Linked DNA regions of Rattus norvegicus: region 1 is linked to region 2. A link is a contact called in public Hi-C data. All regions are on one chromosome and are shown on one strand. The core of a region is the stretch at or near the end of the contact, and the rest is flanking DNA. Distances in the headings are between cores, read along the strand shown.

What was found. A called contact is a pair of places that touch in the nucleus more often than the background predicts.
Region 1: a Hi-C map of prefrontal cortex shows a contact between it and region 2, with 2.8 times the contacts expected there. The contact joins the enhancer-like site here to the promoter of Lingo1 in region 2. A contact is called at or near these places in 4 of 12 Hi-C or Micro-C datasets (frontal cortex, liver, prefrontal cortex and 1 more).

What each region holds. Positions count from the first base shown.
Region 1 is chr8:65,976,704-65,979,403 of GRCr8, forward strand. It overlaps a transcript of Lingo1 not described here. Among named protein-coding and RNA genes, the nearest start is that of Lingo1, 54 kb to the left of the region's middle. Within about 2 kb of position 1,313, at least 23 of the 93 cell types and tissues checked have an H3K27ac peak or open chromatin away from gene starts, as enhancers often do. A contact at or near this core is called in prefrontal cortex, where this site is marked.
Region 2 is chr8:65,922,753-65,925,452 of GRCr8, forward strand. Lingo1 (leucine rich repeat and Ig domain containing 1) reads right to left here and starts at 1,414. Exons shown (of 2, transcript NM_001100722.1): 1 at 1,176-1,414. The coding sequence starts at 1,181.

The DNA.
Region 1 (2,700 bases), core at 63-2,562, 54 kb after region 2:
GAGCCACATGGGCCACATCCTACCAATTGTCTTCACAGGAAAAGCCCAGGGAATGAGACAGGAGCCACCTTGGCCTGATGTAATTGAGGTGGAGTGGGACTTTTTTGTTTTCTTACTTTTATTTCATGGAAAATAATGCATAGCAATCGAGAGCCAGGGATTCGAGAAATAAACGTATCAAAGAAAGTTCTTCAAACACAAGGCCATCCACAAAGATGAAAATGTATCCCATTGAAGCTGTCACTGTGTCTAGGGACCTTGACTGTGAATGCAGTCTGTCTCCCAGTAGTGAGATCCAGGCAGCTCTCCCAGCGGCTCTCTTGGCCCGGGCCTACACTCCAGGAGCAGAATACCAAGGTGAGCTGCCATGCACTCCTGACTCACTCCCTCCCCACCAGTGCTGGCATAGATGACCTCAGAGGCCATGGCTGCCAGGCAGATAGCATCAGCCCACAGGTGGAGTCATAAAGGCCTAAGAGGTGAAAGACCCCACATGACTGACCAGGAAATGATGCCCCCACACACACCTGTGAGCATCCTACACACGCAGAGCTTCAGGCCAGGGCCTCCCAAGCCTGTGGTTAAAAGGGCAAATGATTTTACACACACACACACACACACACACACACACACACACACACACACACACACACGCGTGCGCGCGCACGTCATCAACTGCCAGTGTAACTAGCTTCATCATCTGCTCGTGACTTCATCTGTTCCTACTTGTTCATTCACAAAATGCTTTTAAGGAAGTCCTAAGTGCTGGGTGGGCCATAGGTACCAGCAATGCATGGGGGTGTGAGGGCACGAGATAGAGGAGTCTGGCCTTGTCACAAAGCCAGGTGATAAGCAGAGAAACAAGACACTTCCTAAGAGTGACCAGCTCAGTGGCAACCCTAAAATCCAGCCCCAGAGGAGGGAACAGAAGCAGAACTGGGGGTGCTGTAGTCAGAGGGTCAGGAGAGGTCTTCCTGAAGGGGCACACAATTGAACCCAAGCCTCAGGAAATGAGGCTTCGAGGAGCCTGAGGCACTGAAGGCCAAGATGGGGGCTTTGGCTCTGATCCCAACTACAAGAAAAGCCACTGGAGGGCTTTAACCAGATAAAAGCAATGATGGGTTTTTTTTTCATTGTTAAAAGTCCTCTCAAGCTGCCAATTGGAGCCTTAGGCTGCTCCCCCCAGAGTGGGGGGGGGCAGTGGGCTGGCTGTCACAGTCACCCAAGGAGGAGGGGAGAAGACTGGAGAGCTTGTGGGGGAGGATGCCCGCCCCAGCAGCACCAACAGCAGTTGTCTGATGCCTGGGATGAGGAGGCGGGGTAAGGAGACAAGAGGAAGAGGGAGAGTCCAGAGCCACATCCACAGACTCGTGCTGCTCTTACAACCAGACCACTGGCTTAAAATAACTCTGAAAAATAAGAAGCAGATGCGACACCCATGGAGCCGCCTACCCCTCCTGAGTCTCAGCCCCTGGGGGCGCATCTTCCTTCCCGAACCCCTTTTCTGCTCCTTCATCCTGTGCAGGGAACACAGGAAAAGGCATAGTGGGCCTCACCCTCAGACTGACAGGAGACAAGCCAGCCCTCAGACAGGACCAGATGGGTGGCTAAGAGGAGCCCCAGCAGGGGCCTGCTCAAGATGACTCTGGCTGAGCCTGGGAGAAGGGATAGGCAGGAGTGATTCGGAATAGTGTGGGGCTGAGGGCAGGGGCAGTATGGGGTAGAACTTTGAGTTGGGTCCTGAAACATCCTAGATTGGAGTTCCTACCTGCCCTGCCCTGCCCTTGCTAGATGTGCGGTCTGGGTTGGTCATCTCATTTCTGAAGACTCCATTCCCTGTCTACACACACACTCCACCAAAAGTTGGACGGACAGTCTTTGGAAGAGAGACATCAAGGACTGGCATCTATAACTGTCAACATCCAGCTCCTGTGGCTCCCTGCAGAGGGCTAGAAGGCCAACTGGGTCTGAGCTAGTTAGCTTCCAAGCTGTTCTAAAAAGTTCTAGAAATGCTATGCAGAACACTGAAAAGACAGGCAGGCTGGAGGAGTCTGTGAAGTTTGCTCCAGTTTCACAGGGATAGGTGTATACCAAATCATGACAGGGACTCCAGAACACACACACACACACACACACACACACACACACACACACACACACACACACACACAAGCAAGACCTTGTGTGACTTCCTCATGGACAAAACAGAAACCTAGAGGCCAGGAAGCTCAGTGGTTAAACAGGAAGCTCAGTGGTTAAACAGGAAGCTCAGTGGTTAAACAGTCAATTCCAAGTCTGCGAGTGAATGGCTCTCATGAGGAGTGGCTTTAAGTGGAGGGGAGTCAGACTGGCTCTATAAAGGCTCTCTTGGCACTGGCAGATCCTGCCAGAAACAAGATTGACAGAGTCAGAGGGAGCTTTGAAGGTAAACCCAGCCCAGGAGGGCCAGTAGGGAGGGCAGAGATCCCTGCTCAAATCCCTCCTCCTGCTATATAAATGGGCAAAGTAGACAGAAGAGTTTCTAGAACCGGGGTAGTTCCTATGAGTAACTCCAAGAACCAGACTCAAAGTGGAGCCTGTATGAATTACCTGATAGCTTAGAGTTCTTGGAGTCATGTGATCAGCCACTCCAACCCTTTTTAAAATTTTAATTTTAATTAATCAATTTTTTATTTTATGCATATTTTTATGTTATTTATA
Region 2 (2,700 bases), core at 164-2,663:
GGTAAACCCCAGGATCTCTGCCAGCTTGGTGCCCCTGAGCTCCCTTGGCACCAAGGCCCGTGCTAAAGTCGTTGGCATAATGGCCAGCAGGGCTGAGCCCAGAGCCGGGAACCAGGAGAGCTGGGCGCCCTCTGGCTGTCCAAGCCCAGCCAAGGACTGAGGAAAGGCTGGGCTGGCAGAAAGGGGCTGGCCCAGATGGTCCTGCCCCCACCGCAGCCTCTTGCACTCCCACCCACCAGGGCAGAGCTGTTCCCATCTTCCATGTGCCCCAGTCGCCACTGCACCCACCCACCACAGGGCATTTGAGAACAAAGGGGAGGTGCAGCCACAACAAGAGCTGGTCAGGGGCTGGTCAGGGACCCCAGCAATAAGAGACCTCAGGGGACTGCCCACCTACCTGGCCCCACCCCTCTTCAAAGTGGGACCCACCCAGAAAGAAACATCTGGTTGTCTTAGAGGGCAGGAAGCCCAAAACCCACCCGAATAGGGTGTGTTTGGGGGACATACACAAGAGGCTCCTTCCTCACCTCCCCCTTCTCAGCAGGCTCCCACTTCCCACCCATTTCCCTCGGTATGAAAAGTGGGGCAGGAGGAGGTGAGAAGCCGGGCTGAACGCAGACAAAGGGGAGCCCCGAAGGTTCCTGGGTCTTCCTCAACTGGACTCCCCCCCTCCCTTTTCTTCCGCCCTCCACCTCCCTTTCACCCAGGAGGAGCGAGAAAGGAGCCAGAAAGAGGCTGACAAGGCTCTTGTGGAGAGAGGGGCAATCCGAGCAGGAGCTTGGGGAGAAACTGTTTGCTAGCCGTGTCCCCAAGCGGGGGGGTGGTCTCTGGTCCACCGAAGGAGACTCACCCAGGGCTCAGAGAACGTATCCTCTTAGGTGACCATTGCCCAGAGTGGGAGAATGATTTAGGGGGCACCAGGGCAGGAATGGAAAAGAATGGTAGGGATGACCACGGGTCCCAGCTTGCCAACCTGGGATCTGTTAGGACCGGCGGAAGGGAAATGGGAAAATCATTTGAAACTTGAGGGTCAGGCCTGCGACCCCAAAGGGGGTCTGGGTGGTACAAGGTGTCCTACATAGCCCCAGGAGGGTGAAGCCTGGGCCGACAGCAGCTCCCAGAGGCACTCGCCGCAGGGCTGCCGACTCGGGCTCGGCCAAGGCGAAGGGGCTCACCTGCATCTCGGGCGCGCTGTCCGTCCGCTCGGCTTGGTCACCAATCGCATGTCTCTCTTGCCGGCGCGGCCCCAGCCCCAGCCCAGCCCCCCTCCTCCGTCTCCTCCTACAACACCTCCGCCCGGTCCGCGCGCCCTCGCAGGGCTGGCTTTCCGTCTGTCTGTCCCACGCGGGCGGGAGCCCAGCCGGCCCTAGGGCAGGAGCTCAGGAGTCGGGGGCGGAGGCTGAGGCCGCGGCCGCGGCGGGCTGAGAAACCGTAGCTCTCAGGACGCCTGTCGCGGGCTCCCGGAGCCTGGTTCTGTCCCTCGGGCCGGCCGGGAGCGGCCGCCACCGCCTCTACCGCTGGGGCCGGGGTCGAGGCCGGGCGTTCTCCGCAGCGGTGCCGGGGCCAGGGCTGGGGCCGGTGGACAGCTGCTGCGCATGCTGCTCTGAGCCCCGCGTCGGGAGAGGGGCCCGAGCGGCGCGGGTGGGGACTCCGCGCGCTCCGGGACCGGGACCGGTCCAGGTCCGGCCGCCTCCTGAGCAGCCGCCCGCTCCGGCTCCCGCGCCGGCTCCCGCTCGGGCTCCGCGCTCTGCCGCGGCGTGGGGAGGGAGCGAGAGGAGCGAGCAGCGAGCCAGGGAGGGAGGAGGGACAGAGGGAGGGAGGGAGGGAGCTAGTGAGCGAGCTCTGGAGCGGGGCGGGGGAGGAGAGAGAAGGCGCGGCCGCAAAACCTGGGTGGGGGTCCTTCTTTCAGAGAACCAGGCGAAGATCGAGGAGCGTCCCGGCAGCTGCCCAGAGCCCAGGGGGCAGCGAGAGTGGCAGCGGGGCACAGACGAAGAACGCTCCCGGGCCGGCGCCCCCGCGCTCCCGCCCTGCACCACGCAGGGCCCCTCTGGGTCCCAGGCTCCAGCAAGTCTTAAGCCAGCCCAGCCCGCGGTCTTCCCAGAGTGCGTGCACCTATTGGCGTGTGATTTGTCTCTGGCCACATGCGTGTGCATGTGAGCGCGTGTGTTCACACGTGTTAACTGGGGTCACTGCACACTGCCATGTGGACCGACACACGCACGTGGACAGACAGGGACCCCCACCTGGCCACGGTTGTTTAGAGGACGGCTTGAGGAGGGTCAGGTCTTGACCCCTCCTCTCGAATTGTCCAGGACACTCCCCCACTCCCCACAAGACACCACCACCACCACCACCACTTCCTAGGGATCTTAGGGCGAGGCCGGCCGCTGGGACGCACAGGAAGGGGATGTGGAGGCCGAGCTGGCTAAGTGGGTCTACCCGGGGGCCAGGTCTAGAATTGCTTTAGCATCCTAGTCTCCACCCCGTAGGGTTTCCTGTCCAGCAGAGGGCAGCAGGTCTACCTGGAAGGCTCCGGACCATGACACTCTACTAAGTGACCAGCAGAGGGGAGTATAGACCCTTAGTCTGGGCTCAGCTATTTACCATCTAACTCCCTAAAATAAATACTGAGTTTGGTGGTTACCACATTTCAGATGACTCCAAAGAATAAGACCTTTATATCGAGACCCAGACTGTTCT